Linked DNA regions of Sus scrofa: all the other regions are linked to region 1. Evidence: chromatin contacts called from public Hi-C and HiChIP or PLAC-seq data. All regions are on one chromosome and are shown on one strand. Each heading gives the region's core, a stretch centred on a gene start, on an enhancer-like site or on the middle of the called end of the contact. The rest is flanking DNA. Distances are from core to core; before and after follow the strand shown.

The links. A called contact is a pair of places that touch in the nucleus more often than the background predicts. HiChIP or PLAC-seq counts read pairs in DNA pulled down with a chosen protein or histone mark.
Region 2: a Hi-C map of liver shows a contact between it and region 1, with 2.6 times the contacts expected there. The contact joins the enhancer-like site here to the promoter of ARID5B in region 1. A contact is called at or near these places in 6 of 47 Hi-C or Micro-C datasets (embryonic fibroblasts, fibroblasts, liver and 1 more) and 1 of 2 datasets of contacts at active chromatin or transcription factors (skeletal muscle).
Region 3: a contact with region 1 is called in an H3K27ac HiChIP or PLAC-seq map of alveolar macrophages. The contact joins the enhancer-like site here to the promoter of ARID5B in region 1. A contact is called at or near these places in 1 of 5 promoter capture datasets (liver), 15 of 47 Hi-C or Micro-C datasets (adipocytes, alveolar macrophages, blood and 6 more) and 1 of 2 datasets of contacts at active chromatin or transcription factors (alveolar macrophages).

The regions. Positions count from the first base shown.
Region 1 is chr14:65,405,381-65,410,537 of Sscrofa11.1, reverse strand. ARID5B (AT-rich interactive domain-containing protein 5B) reads right to left here and starts at 1,935. Exons shown (of 10, transcript XM_021072755.1): 1 at 1,440-1,935; 2 at 755-1,009. The coding sequence starts at 1,460.
Region 2 is chr14:65,346,114-65,351,270 of Sscrofa11.1, reverse strand. No RefSeq gene overlaps it. Among named protein-coding and RNA genes, the nearest start is that of ARID5B, 60 kb to the left of the region's middle. Within about 2 kb of position 2,875, at least 12 of the 83 cell types and tissues checked have an H3K27ac peak or open chromatin away from gene starts, as enhancers often do. A contact at or near this core is called in liver, where this site is marked.
Region 3 is chr14:65,442,884-65,448,040 of Sscrofa11.1, reverse strand. All of the region lies in intron 3 of ARID5B (AT-rich interactive domain-containing protein 5B), which reads right to left. Among named protein-coding and RNA genes, the nearest start is that of ARID5B, 37 kb to the right of the region's middle. Within about 2 kb of position 2,935, at least 19 of the 83 cell types and tissues checked have an H3K27ac peak or open chromatin away from gene starts, as enhancers often do. A contact at or near this core is called in alveolar macrophages, liver and mesenteric adipose tissue, where this site is marked.

The DNA.
Region 1 (5,157 bases), core at 686-3,185:
TTGGAAGACGACCACTTTGCGTGGAGTAATTGAAAACTAGAACATCAGATGTCTTGTTGGGGGGGAAGGGGGTGGGCACGAGAGATAGTTGTTACTGCTTAACGTGTTTGTGCCGGTTACACGACCGCTTTGAAATCCGCCCGGGCAGATCTGCAAGTTATTTGAATGTATTATTCCAGTACCTGTCATTTATCACTTTATTCAACACGTCTTTGCCAACTCAATAGCTTTTGATCTCACTCTGCCTCCATTTCGTAATTTCCGCCCTCTTAAACATATCAAATACTTACTTTAAAAAAAAATTAAAACGTGAACAATATCGAAACCTACCGAAAGAAATCCACCCATTCCCCGACCCAGCCAGACGCGAAGGTAAATTTTCAAAGGCAAAAAACATAAAAAGCATGTGATGTTCAGGCAGCAGTAGCAGGAGAGCGAACGATCTCTCTCTCTCTCTCTCTCTCACACACACACACACACACACGCGCACACACATCCTTGAACAAAACCCTTCTCGAACAAGTTATTTGATCTTGACTAAAATCAGCAGTTGGATCCTCTTTGTAAAGCTGACAGCCAAACTCTGACAATGGCAAAATACTCGAGCCCCAGCTAGTGGCGCTACCCCTTTAAAAAAGGAGTCGATCCTGCTCGCCTGCAGAAGTGAATACAGTATTTTCAAGCTTGCCCTGTAATAAGCATTACTGGGGGAAAAATAATAAAGGAAGAAGAAAGGGAGATATAAGTTTACCACCTCGCCATGGTCGCTATTTCTGCCCTGGGGAGTGTCTTCTGGGAGGAAATAAAGTTTAGAGCTGGATAAAAGTTGCCGGCTGGTCCTCTCTTCCCACAACAGCTGGAGCTCCGCTATGCAAATCGGATCCTTTGGCGTACATCTTACAAAGAAAAAGTCGCCAAGGGACAAAATTCTTGGTTTGCCTTCAAGGTGGAATTGAAAAGCCTTGTAGAAAATGTAAGGTCCGTGCAAGCCACACGGTGAGCCGACCCACTGCAGGGGAAAAAAGCACCAAATAAATAATGTAGCCATCAGAGCACAAACGTCTATTCCCAGACATATTTACACACAGACATCCACACTCTTAATACAGAAGAGGCAACAGATATAAAGCTGGGTGGAAAATAATAGAGCCCACAAAATTTCTGCCTCCCTTAAAAGAAAAAAAAAAAACCCTCAGCCCCCCCCCCCCCCCGCCACCTCTCCCTACCTCTCCATCTGAGGAGGTAAAATTACATTATGTATGTATGATCGGTGCAGGGATTTTTTTAAACAATAAAAATGATTTGGGGGGATGCAGAGGGTAAAAGTTTGGTGAAAAGTTTGTGGGGGGTGTGGGTGGGTGCAGAGGTGTGGGTAAGCTGGGGGCCTGGGGGGTGCCGGGGGGGTGCCGGGATCGGAGGAGCGGAGAAGAGCGAAATACCTGGAGTGAGTTGGGCTCCATCTCGACGTTCTGAATTGATTGAACTCAACATTCTCTCCAAACTTGTTGGCTTGAATGGATTGCATCAGGTCCTGGCAGGGAAAAACATTCTCTGCCTTCAGCTGGCGTAATGTCTCAATATAAAACTAAGCCCTTGCCTCCCCCCCAGCACCAAAATGATTGAAAATATGTCCTAATATTTCTCTGACGACTCAATTTTCAGCTCCTGTCAGAACTGTGTAGGGTTCCTTCCAAATGTGGGTTGATCAAATTCATAATCGGGAGAAAGGCTCCGTCCAATCTCGGCGGGAAGCGGATGGATCAAGGCAAAAAACATATAGGAAGGTTTGTAAAAATAAAATCTACTCTTAAATTGTGCAAAGATGAGATCTCCCTCTTCTCTGTCTCCCTTGTCTAGGGGTATCGTTTGGTGAGATTTTTTGGAGGAGACAAGAGGTAGCGAGCTCCGCTGTGCATCTGACAGGACCTGCTTGTATATGTCTAATATAAAGAACATTTCCTGCAGAGATTCCGGGGCGCTGCTCCTCTTTCTAATGCTCCTTAGCAGATTTGCTGTTATTAGACATGTAGATTTGTTTGATAGTTAAATTACGCTTCCTCACTGCCATGTTTTCGAGAACTAATCTGTTAAATTATCTTTTGATGCCTATTTACATGGAAGAGAAAAGTGGGTTATCGATTATATAAACATATAAATATTAATGCATTTGTTCGCTTCGCAAAAAAAAACACTCAGCAAAAAAAAAAAAAAACAGAAAGACAAGTGAGCAGTGCACACACATTTCAGGATTTTGCAAACAATATTGAACGGACAGCGACTGCATTTAGGGACTGGAACAATAAACGATGCATGATAAATCAATAAATGCGAGCAGCGAGTCTGCTCGGAATATGAATTCAGGCTCCCGGTTCTGCGTGTGCATTCTTTAATTTTGAAGTATATACACTAGTACGTGTTTACAATGCTGATGGACGCCAAGGGCGCTCTCAAATGATAATGTGTTTATATAACCCAGCGCTACAGGAATAATATACCGACTCCTACCCCACCCCCAACCCCTCCCCCGCCAAAAAAGGGAGGGGAGCTTCCTCAATAATAGTTTGAAACTGAAAAAATCCATTTGCAAACTAGTTAAATACAACCAGAAATTAAGCTGTTGAAAACCGGGGGCATGAACCGTAAGACAATAAAGGCTTTAAATGTGTATATTTATTGTTCTGGAGCCCTGGAGCATTGCGAGGTTTGCATGCACGGCTATTATGCAAACACAGAGAAACTTAAGAGCGACAGAACAAGGAACAGGCAGAGACTGCAAAGCCCTCGCTCGCTCCGACCCAGCTGCCGGTCCTCCGCCAGGCTAGATTGCATTTTCGCAGTGTTGATGTAAAATGGTGTACTCGCTTCCCCCACGCTCCCCCACCCCCTTCTCGGCTCTCCTCCCACTCCTTTCAGTATACCCCCCCCCCGCCTCCGATTTTATTATATTGGCACCAATCTTTCCAAAGTGGGTCTGGCATGCTAAAAAAGTAAACATGTACTATATGGGGAATAAGGTCTGTTATAGTATGACAGTTGAAACTTGATCTGTGATAAAATTACAGGATGTTGAAATTACTAGTAAGCTATTTTTAACGCTTTCGCAACGTTTCACCTCTAGTCACAGCATCTAGTTGAAACAGGATTACTTTAATGAAAATTATATTCACATGGCTGAAGTTAATACACCCGGCAGAGCACAAATGCCTCATATTCAGTGACTTGAGGTGGAAAGACCCTCTCTGTGTATTTTTATGCCTTTTCATAACGTCTGAGTCCGATGCAGTAAGAATTAGGGCACTTAACATTATCTAAACCACATTTTTGATTCAGAACATGGGGAAGTAATAAAAGGCAAGATCTATCTCGTTTCTATACACACAGAGATAAACGAAAGAAAATGGCAGATCCTCCAATTACAATAAGTAATAAAAGCCCATGCCAAAGAGCCGGTATTCTGAAAGATGTTGAAAACTATTTTAATAATTTAAAGTAATATCACAACTCTGCACAGTGGAGGAGGACAATGTAACCATTCGCAGTCTCCCATCTTTTGCATTAGTCAAATTATGACTTGCACATCACTCTTTAATTATCTGCCTTGAAATTTCATCTGATCTTTCTATTTTATAAACATGGGTTACAAAGAGAAATTACAGCTCTCTGGCGCTTTCTCTCTTTTTAACTTTATGATGCATACTGCAAACGTTTGATTAGAATAACCCATTTTGTTCATTTTTTTACATATGAATGAACTTGACTGAAGGGCATTTTACATGTACTTTTTTTTAAATATAGGAGAGATGCCCTAGGCTTCAATTAGTCTCTGTCCTGTTAGTGTAAATATATATGTCCAGTTCAAGAAATCCTATATTAAAAAACTTGAGTTGCAGTATTTTGACAAGATCATATTTGAGATCGACTGTGAGTCAGTTTCCTGTATGACCAATGCAGCAGCATTTATGCAGGAAACCTCAACAAAATGCCTGAGGGTATCCCTCGATTGTATATTAAATCTCTCTCTTAAAAAATACACAGCTCTTTACAGCATCTAAGCAACTTCTGCTGGGTTTTGGTGCTCTAAGTCTTTAAGGGTTTATAAGGAACCTAATTAGAAACGCTGTTTCTATGTCTCTTCAAGGTAGGCGTTAAACTAGGCTGCATGCTGCGTAATCTCTCTTCTCATAAACTCCCGATAAGGTTTTTGAGACGTTAACAATTGCAGGGATCTGAGTATTTTTGAATATCTGCAGTCTTGTAATCAGATGAATGCTAAATTTCAAAAGTGAATAATAGTACTCTCTTCCCTTTTTATAGCTCCACCACCAACAACCCCAAGAACACACTAAAATCTAACAAATCAAACCTCAGGTCCAATCCTATGAATGATTTTTAAAATTATAGATCACAATGGTGAGTGTTTACAAAAAAGAAAAAAAAAACAAAAAACTTATAAAAAAACCCCCTCTATTTTACCTCTTTAATAGGATGCTTGATAGGCACCTGTAAATTATCTGTGTAGCAAATATCCATACAAAGAAAGTTTCAATTAAGATAAGGAGATTGTATTGAAACAGTTCTTTGAAGTAATGTAGTTAATAGCCTGTTTGATTTCTGCTTGTGAGAGAGTAATAACGTGGATTCAAGGCTCCATCAATCACAGAGCAGATGTAAGACTTGAGACATGGAGACCCAGGGGAATAGAGGCAAACTCCTGCAGTGCAGGGTCCTTGGGCTAATGTAAAGTAAATACTCATAAACAGATTCAATGTTGTAAGAAGACGATCCATTCAGGACAGTTATAATCATGAAAGCAACTGCTTTATTTATCTATAAAAAAGCCTGTAGCTGGGACTCTGTGTGTATAAAGGAAGAATGGGGAGGGGGGAAGCCATGTGTGTTTATAGGGCACACTATTTCTGGACTCTTTCTTATGCTGAAACACAGGAACCGATCCCCACACATCTACATTCCTGCTGCTTTGCTAGCCCTCAACCCAACTCTCTGTTTTAAGTTATTGGGTTTATTTAAAAGGATAAAAATTTAAAAATCACTCTCACCTCTCACGGCGGGGGCGGGGGGGGGGGGCGACAGCAGACACATTTTTCCGTGTCTGTGAATCGTTTCATATAGGATCAGGAGGATTAAGTTAGTTGCAAA
Region 2 (5,157 bases), core at 1,626-4,125, 60 kb after region 1:
TATGTGGTAGCTTAAAACCCTCTCTTTTGAGTTCCTGCTGTGGCACAACAGGATCAGCAGCATCTCTGTAGTGCTAAGACACAGATTCAACCTCTGGCCCAGGAGGTTAAGAATCCTGCACTGCACACATCTGTGGTATAGGTCAAAACCATGCTTGGATCTGATCCCTGGCTGGGGAACCGCATATGGTGAGGGGTGGAAAAAAAAAACACCACCTTTTTTTTTGGCATCAGACAGACCTGGACTACACTTTTGCACAACCTGGGCAAGGATCTTTCCTAAGCTTTCATTTTATCAACTGTAAATCGGGATAACATAATCAGTGCTCAGATGTGCTGATGGAATCATCGGCAGCCTGTTTTAGGTGCCCATCTCCTGGTTTGGCATGCATGAGGCCACCTTACCTGCCTTCTCCAGAAAGGTCCACTCTGATCTCTGGCTGCATGGCTTCACTGGTTAAATGATTCCAATATAAATGCTACTCTTGATTCACCTAGAATCTTTATAAATACTCAACTCTGAACATGAGCCTACAAGATCCACCTGGGCATGTCCTTCCTGGATACTGACCCTCATGCCCACCCTGACTGCCCAGCCAAGCACCGACAAGTCAAACCCAATTTCCTCTTGGTACCTATGTGTAGCTCCTATAGGACTCTGATCACTTCACAATCTACAGCCTAATCCAAATGCAAATTAGACTTGAGGGCCTTTGGAGAAATGGAGGTCCCCTCCACTGGAAGAATGATTTGTAAGTCCAAAATGCCTTCCTGCTCAGAAATAAGATGGCACATATAAAAGTATTGTGTAAACTGGAAAGTGCTCAATAAGTGTGGCTTAGTCCTTTCATAGTCCTCTTTGGACCTCACTGTCTGGGGAATGAACAGCAGGCAATTTCTATCTCCACTCTCAAGATGGGGAAGTCCTGCACCAGAGAGACTAAATGACTTGCTTGAAGGTATATGAATAGTTGGTGGCACAAGTGGGATTTGAAGTCAGAAAACTCACTTTTGAGTCATTATAATAGCACTGGGTACTTGGCATGTGTCAGTTACTATACGGAGTATTATGTCATTTACTTTTCTAGTCTTGTATCACTGAATACTATGAAATAGGCATTTTATAAAGGAGCAGTGGAGACTCGGAGAAGTTATTTGCTCAAACTTTTACAAAAGAACTGCAGTTAAACTTCTCAGGAGTTATTGCTGATATTTAGACATTTCACCAAAGGGGCCTGTTAGGGTATTGCCCTCACACTTTAGAGCATGTGTGCCTGCTTTCCAGTTCCAAGCTCCTGCATTTCTTTGCTTCATAGCTTCTTTTGGCCACCAAAACCTGCTTTACCTGCCTATGTGGTCAGCTGCAAACGCCCTGAAATTATTGCCTCCTAAAGGGACAACCTCATCCAAAGACTGATGACAGGTGATGTATAAATACCCAAGCTCCCATCTCTCTAGTGGGATAATTCTGAGGTGTGTGTTCTATACTGGCTCCCAGAGCTTTCTATGGAGATTAAGCTCCATTTGCCAACTTGTAGCTGGCTTATTAATACATCTCATGTCAACTGACCTCCCTCTCCTGTCTTGTTTTTCTGCACCACATCTGGGGTTTCTTTTCCTCCCAAATCAGCTGCTTCTTTTTTCTCTTTTTACAGCCACACCTGTGACACATGGAAGTTCCTGGGCTGGGGTTGAATCAGAGCTGCAGCTGCTGGCCTATGCTGGATCCAAGCCACATCTGTGACCTACACTGCAGGCTGCAGCAATGCCAGATCCTTAATCCACTGAATAATGCCAGGGATAGAACCCCTTGTCCTTATGCTAGTATGCCGGGTTCTTAACCAACTGAGCCACAACAGGAACTCCCCAAATCAGCTTCTTTCATTCATTCTTGTCTCAGGGTCTACTTCTGAGGCAACCCAAATTAAGACAGTGTTTTAAGGCTCTTTTGTTCCATCACAGCTAGATATTTTGAATCTCATGACAATCAGCAGCAACATTTAAATTGTCTTAGGAGTTAATTCTTGGTCTAGGAGTGGTTTAACCTATTCTTACACTCAGCCTTCTGTGACTTCTGTGGGATTGTTGAGAGCTGTCACCTCGGATCTCCTAGACTCTTAGTATCAAAGAACTAAAGTACCAAACTTTCTCCTGAGAGAAAATGTTCTTACTTTGCAGGAATTTACTTTGTGAGCCCCCCTGGGGCAAAGGAGACTTAGAGAACAAGGTACTTGAATATGGTATTACTTTCCTGTTCCTGAATTTTACTGTTTCAAAGGAAGTGCTTATTGCTCTTGTTGAGAAAGGAACACAATAAGCAGCAATAAGCACATACTCATGCCTGTTTTGGGTGAGCTCTACCCCACAAGTCTGAATGGGTAAAACTGGGAGCCATTCTTATCTCCTTAGAGGGCATTTTCATTTTGCTGTCCAGCAAAAGCTTACTGAACTTTCATGGGGTTTGAGCCCCAGGCTAAGCAAGGTGGCATACATACAAACCCACAAAATGGCTAAAAGGCAGAGCTGCATCTAAGGATTCAGAGATCTGGGAACAGGCAATGGAAATACCTCTTTTCAGGGCTCCTTTAGGTGGTAATACATTGTGTCTTGGAGGACAATCAGAAAAATCAAATTGACTTGGTACATTTGCTTGCTTTTAAAAATATAATCTCCAGAGGGGTGGGGTGGGGGAAATAGCCTGTCTACGGAGACAAATGGTTACCAACCTTAAAATAGTTTTTATTTTATTTTTACCCAGCCAACAAACATTCTCTTTTAGAGTCTAACCTAATTTCCCAGAGTTGCCTGGCCTATCTTTCTCCTCCAATTTTAATGTTCTCTTAAGTCTTTAAGGTCTCAGTTGGTTAATGTTTAATGTGCTCCACGACCAGTATTTGATGTTTACACTTTATTGGGCTAACCAAATTTGTAGAGCAAATTAAAAGTGTGCAGGTCTTTGGCAAGCCACATTTAGATATGTGTTGCTCAGAAACCATCTCGTTGTTCAATACGGCATGCCCCAAATAGTTTCAATTAACTGTTCTCCTTTCCTGGCAATATCTGCAATTCTCTGCATTGCTTTTGGGGAGCTATCCTTCCTAGATTTGCAAATGTCACAGCCTCAAACCCTTCTGCTGCTAGAAAGCAATTCACAGCAGAGAGCTCCACTTCTCCGTGAAGTGAGTGTCAGCAACAGGTAACCTATTAAACCAGACTGACCAAAGACCATAAAAAAGTACATTTGAGAGGGCGCAGGGCAAGCTAGGAGGGGAAGATTTTTGTGGTGGGAGGAGAGAGTAAGAATTGAAGAGTTGGTATTTTTATTAAAAAAAGAAAAAAACCCTACATATTCCAAGAAATCATGTAAGTGTAACAGCACACAGATTAGGTAAAGAGCCATTACTATAATTAATATATATTATTTCTTTTACCCCTGGGTTTAATTTCTGTCTCTTTTTTGAACAAACTGAATGGTCAAGATGGCATCATACAACAGACAGGGTTGGGGAAATAAAAGCTTGGGTTCTGTGTCCAGCTGGGTCGGACTCCCCAGTGTGATGTTGCCCCTAACGTTGCTGGGCATCTTCCCCAAAGGAAGAGAGTTGACTGTGATCTCTGGAGTGTCTTCCAGTTCAGGTATTTTGGTATACAATCCCATCTTTTGTCCCTGTCATAAAGTTCCCAGGGAGTGGAATGTGGGGCTTGCACCCATCTTCTTAAAGGACACAAGTTTCTCAAGTAGCTTCCCAAGGGACTACAACTTAACTTTCATTTTCTTCCAAGAGATTGGGGCTGGCTATTAGCAATTTGTCTCCATCTTTCTAAGCCAATATTCTCTTTCACCTTTGCTGAGAGACACCAGATTTGACACAGTGTGAGAAGACATGAAGAAGGTTCTGGGGTATAATCAGCAGACAAAAATGAGGAATCTCCAAACTGCAGGGTCATTGATGGACTTGGGGGTTCAGGTTTCCTGGGGGTCAGATTTCCTCTGTCTCCTCAAGGCTACTGAGGGAGAGTCAGGCCAGGTCCGCAGTGATAGCTGCTTTCCTGGCACAGGAGCAGTGGCGGAACCCTCATGTGTTTAACAGTTGGACTTATTTTTAATCTACTGTATTAGGAGCACAAATTTAATCAAGAACAAAATGTTACCAATGTTGTTTTTTTGTTCCCGCATATGCATATATCTTTAACACTGTTTTGCATTCCCTTGTGCTAGAAAGCTCTCCATCTGACATCTGACTTATTTCATAATTTTTTTTTTAAGTGCAAATATATGTGGAGAAAGAAGAGAAACAAGGAGCTGAATTTCCACTTAATGCAGCCCCTCTGCTTAAAGAAATAACTGCAGTACAGATTTTAACAATTAACATTCCTGCAGTGGATGTCGTTATGGATGGAGCTATTAAATGTTTTCAAACACTCCTCGGCTCAAATACACGTTCAACTTATTTTCTGTCATTTGATGGCATGGGTGGGTTGAGACATTCCTCAAAGCTTTTTTTTTTTTTTTTTCCTTCTCCAAGTCAAAGAGATCTTAGCTCCCTCCCCACCCTAACTCACCCCTTTCCTCTGCCCACCCCCCACCCCCCACCACTTGGTGCCTACTTTACTGAAACCTGACTTGCAGGTCAGCGGGCTGGTAACAGATTAATTTTACTCTGTGAGGAACACCAAGCATTTTGGCCAGGAAACATGAGAACCCTGTTATAATATTACCGTTTTTCTAAATTAAATATTAGGAAAAATTAAACCAAATTGTGGCGCATAGTGCAATGGAAAATATTTCTCTTCCAAACACTCCTCTGTGATAAATGCCTGTGTAAGTGAAAGCACAATAAATATGCACTACATTAAAAACCCAGATTATTCAGGTTTTAAGACTTATAGCTAAAAGTGGTTTAATGTTTCATGCCTAATAATAGATTACTCCTATCACATTTCTAACCTTTATTTCTCCTAGCTTTGAAGTCCAGCCATATAAAGATTGTTTGTAGAACCACACGAAAGTTAAAGCAAATATTACTTAGAATGATTCATACCAGCAAGAATTTGCAATGAAGGCAGAAGCTTTGTGTGTGTGTGTGTGTGCGTGTGTGTCTGAATCAAAGGAAATGAAATGTTTGTAATATTTTTTGGTTGATAAATTTATTAAAAC
Region 3 (5,157 bases), core at 1,686-4,185, 37 kb before region 1:
GAAGAGGCCCTTCTGAAGAGATTCCTCTTGACTTCCATGGATAGAATAATTCAACAATCTATTATCCAAGAAATTGAAAAGTTTCTATCCTAAGGTAAAAAATAGTATAGGTAGCTTGGCCATGGAAGTTAAAATATAAACAACAAACACACCCACAAGACTGTTAAACATACATACAAAATTTATATCCAGGAAGGAAGGGAAGAAGGAAAGGATTGTCTTAGTAAGAAGCGTGTCTTCAATCCTAAGATGTTCATTAGGTGTCTCGGGTGAAAAATACTTATTCTGACAAACTGTCAGCACCTGAGCATGCTTCTTATTAGAGACATTTATACTCTCTTCTTCAACACAAAGCAAGAATCCTTCCTGTTCCCACATTCCAGGAAGCAGCCTGACATATCAAACTCAGAAGTAATCTGAAACAACCATTTGAAATACAAGACCTTTAGAATGTTCAAACAATGAGTACACTCAATTTCTAACTGAAAGTACTAGAAAAAGTCATTTATACTACTGGCTACTTGTGGCCCAGTTTATTGTGACAGAATTTTCAAGAGGAGAAATGTTACATAATATAAAATATAAATATATATCTCTCTCTAAAAATATCTCAAATATTTATATTCTCTCTCCATATACATGTCTATATATAAAATATATATATGCACACACATATATATATATATATATATAAGAACCTGAAGGATTTTAATAATAGTCTTCTACTGAGGCAGATAGTAATGAAAGTAACCTCTGCCCCAAATTACTATAACATGTGATTAGGGAAGTTCCTAAGGCCAAATTATCTAATATTGCACTGCCTAGCTTCCTAGGACATAGAACCTCCTTCTGATAATACCATCCCATCTGAGACTTCAGTATCACAAATGGCTTCCATAGATGTTAATTTTTTTCTTAGTCCATTGTCTCAAAAACCCAGTGAGATAGAGCAAGTTATTACCCATTTCACACATGAGGAACCTGAAGGTATAAACATACAGTGACTTCTCCAGTGAGAGGCAGATCTACAGGCCAAGTAGAGCCGAGCTTCTTCTGACCTCCCATCCACTGCTCTGTCGACACTGCCATGCTGTTTATTCCCCAAAGTACAGTGAAAGTCCCAGCAACAGAAGGGACAGGCGAAGCCACTCTTTCTCAATTTGATGGGACTTTAGAAACAGAAATTGAACTGAGGGAAGCCCCATCATTAAACTCAGCCATACCCACACCCACACTTCTTGGTCTCTTTTCTTGGTTTCAGCTCAGATGCCTCTATCTTGTCTGTCTTTTTCTAGAGACACATTTGGAGATGAAACCATTAATACTGCCCATCCACAGTTTGTGGCGGCATAATTGACAGTGCGTCTGCTGCAAAAAAATGAAAATGCTGTTTTAATAACCTTGGCCTAAAATACATTCTGTTGTATGCCTCAAAGGGTTTCAATAAAAAGTCAACCTGTAGAGACATATTTTCTTGGCTTAAACAACAATCCAAAGCATATAAATGTAGTCCAACTATAACGACATATTTATAGGCCAATAAAGCTTACACTGCAGCTTTCATACTTCACTTAAAGGAACTCTGTAAGAAGCAGTGTTACATAAAATAATTTGATTTTTTTTCAAACTATAGCCCAAGGAATAAAAAATGCAAGTTTGCTATGTTTAACTGATAGTGTTTATATTCCTTCGTTGCTAAAAATTTTGTAAAATGAAATAATTCTTCATCTGACTAGTTCCAACTGCCATACCAAATATGGGTATCGAGTCCACTTTATTACAAAAGCTAAGTACTGTAATTCTAAAGACAAAAATAAATAACTAGAGGCTTGTGTAGTGAATGATTTAATCAACCTGATTCTTCTGGAAAAACAGGTTCCTGTGTTCGTTATGCTTATGAATAATACATTCCTTAACCCTTCCATTTTAAAATAGTTATTGTTTCTTTCTTTCTCTTCTATAAACTTCAGTATGAAACTATCTGAAAAAAAAAAAAAAAGGTAAAACATCTCACTGAGTCAAGTTCCAATCTGAATTGGTTTCCTACTGAACTTTCTTTCTTTGAAAAGAACAAAGAGGAGAGAAGGGGACGAATGGATTCTCACACACCTCAGAAGTGTTTTTAAAGATTATTAGTTTCTCCACTATCCAGATCTGTAGTTTCAGTCACCATTTAAGTTCTTAAAACACTATAGATTTTTTAAAAAGCAAACATGACATCTGCAAATATCCTTGAAAAGGGATAAAAAAAATGAAAGAGTTGTGATTTGAATCAGAGCAGTTATTGGAAACTGCCATTTGGGGCAGAGTTTCTCTTTGTGGAGTATTAATTTGTTGGCAGACCCACATTTGTGAGAACATGCTTGTTTTCTTTACTCTTCAGAGAGAGACAGGAAGTGACACAAACTAGGATTAAAGGGAACTTATTCTACCTAAACATTGAGCAAGAGGAGTTCTTTCATGCACTTCTATATGGTAAAATCCCATCTTTCAGAGTCAACCTAATGATTTTGTTATTATTGATGTTTTAAAACATGATGAAATCATTCAGTTAAAAAAAAATAACATATTGGAGTTTTACTTTATTCCCAAAAGGTGAGATCTTTCCATCCTTTGCTTTCTTCCACTAGGAAAAAAAGGAGCCAGGGGGCGGGGGGTGGGGGGAGGCTCAGGTAATCTCGGAGTTCATCTTCTTTCTTTGGTAAGAACAATGAGGAGTTGGAAGGGTTCTACAGAAGGAAAAACCTAATAAGTGTGTGAACTTCCATTAGCAATGTGGTATTGGAAGTGGTTTCAGTGTGGCCAAGAGAAAGGGAGATAACAAAACCACTGTGTAGAAAGAAAAGTACAGACAACAAATATTTTGATGTTGCAGACAGAGAAAGGAAGGGGTTGAAGAGAAAGTTGCTGGGACAGGAACGCATACAGCAAATGGCACCCCTATCTCCCCAACATAAAGTATCACAATGTAGATCTGTAAACCTTAGATCAAGCAGATACTGGAAACGCATAACATTAAGGCAAGTTTTTGTTTCTCTTTCCACATTATTACAACACAGTGTGCATTCCAATTACAAAAGCTATTTGTCTCAAATTCCCCACAGTTCATACCAACTGAGTAGAATTTCAAGGTCCCAAATTCTATCCTTAAAGGTGTATATTACATTAAAAAAAGAAAGAAAGGAAAAAATACATGGTGTTTCTTGTTCGCCAGAGAGCTTCCCAGTCAGTCAAATCCCCTGTTGCTTATTTTCCCTTCCTCTGCATTAAACTAATAGCAGAGCTGTCTCCCAAATAAGACCAAAAAAAAAAAAAAAAAAAAAAATCAGAATCACCTAGTTATCAGTACACATTCCTTGGCCTTGCCTCAATCCTTCTAATGAAGAATCTGGACTCAGCAATCAGAATTATTTTAAAAATATAAGTCAGTCTAATGAACAACTAGGTTTAAAAACCACCAAGTACTTTGAATATTCAGTATAAACAAATTGCTTCTGGAATCAATCACTGAAAAGTTAGATAATGAACATTTTTAGAATTCAGCAAGATCAAAATCTCTAATTTTTTTTTTTTTTTTTTTTTTTTTTTTGCTTTTTTTAGGGCCACACCCACAGCATATGGAATTTCCAGGCTAGGGGTCAAATGGGAGCTATAGTTGCTGGCCTACACCACAGCCACAGCAACGCTGGGTCCGAGCTCTGTCTGCAAACTACACCACAGCTCACAGCACTGCCAGATCCTTAACCCACTGAGCAAGGCCAGGGATCGAACCCGCAACCTCAGGGTTACTAGTTGGATTTGTTTCTGCTGCACCACAATGGGAACTCCAAAACCTCTAAATCTTTTGATAAAATTAAGAAATTGGGTTTCTTTTCATTCATTAATAAACTATCAATGTTAAACACAAAACAACTCTGCTATAAATAATCTTGTTTATATGAGTGACATCAAGCTTAACCATCTACACATCCTTTTGTCCCCTGTGGGTTTCCTGTTTAGTTTTTTATTAGTAACAGTATATTTCATAACAAAAAAAAAATCAAACAAACAAAAGAAAGGTTTTATGTTAAGGAAAACATAAGACAATAGCAATACAACTTAGATCATATATAAGGCAAGTAACACAACAGCTATATTATTCAGCATGACCATATGTCAGAAGGCTAGTCATTGTTTATTCACAAAATTGGGGGTGTAACAGCCAAATAGGAAGATAAGTCCAAAAAATTCTTTGGTTTTAAAATGAAAATCACTAGATTAATAATTTTCTCTAAATGTGCACATGACAATCAGGCCACTATGTCCAAAATATTACCGTCTGACATCTACCAAAAGGTGCCAAGAAACTGCTGATTATTAAGCTCAGACTCCAAGAAAATATTAATGCTATTCCCAAAACACAGCACAGCTCATCACAAACCTGAATCACATGAAAGACAAGTCAGTTACAGGTGTTATCCAGTCTCTTTATGCCAATTAAAATAGTGTAGGTTTGTTGTAGTAGTTAAAATCTAGGTTGAAAAAAACAGGAAGTTCTCACATTCGGCATAAAATAGGGCTATGAAAATCACCATTGTGCTAGAATGAAAGAAAAAGATGCCTTAATATGTTAAAAGTGAAGTTCCTCTTTGCCTAAAGAGGAAATAACTCGTCTAAATCAGAGGTCAACAACTTTGGTCTTGAGCAATGCTAGGAAAGTAGTCAGTGAAGGCCACGAGGAGACACAAATGGGGAAAAAAATTAGGAAAGAACACAAAAAAGTCATTGGAGAAGAGTGTGTTAAGAAAAAGCAATCAAATTAATTATGGATCCCTTCTCCATTCACCAATATTTATACACCAATCACTGTGCCAGACCCTCTGTATCTTTCATCTCCCAGAGACCCTAAAAAGTTTCCAGATTTTTCAGATGGGGAAACTGAGGCTTGAAGCTTAATTTACTTGCCCAAGGCGACACAGCTCAACAAGCTACAGAGTCAGGATTCAAACACTCCACAGAATAACTATGCCACATCCTAAACCTAGAGCGGAAGAGGGCAAGGAAGGAAAGAAAACAACATATAGTTGAAAGTGACCACTAAATGCTGGAACTCGGGGAACCTCTGCCATGAGCTGCTTGCCCTTGGTTCCCCTGCTTTGACCTGCTCTCCTGTTCCAC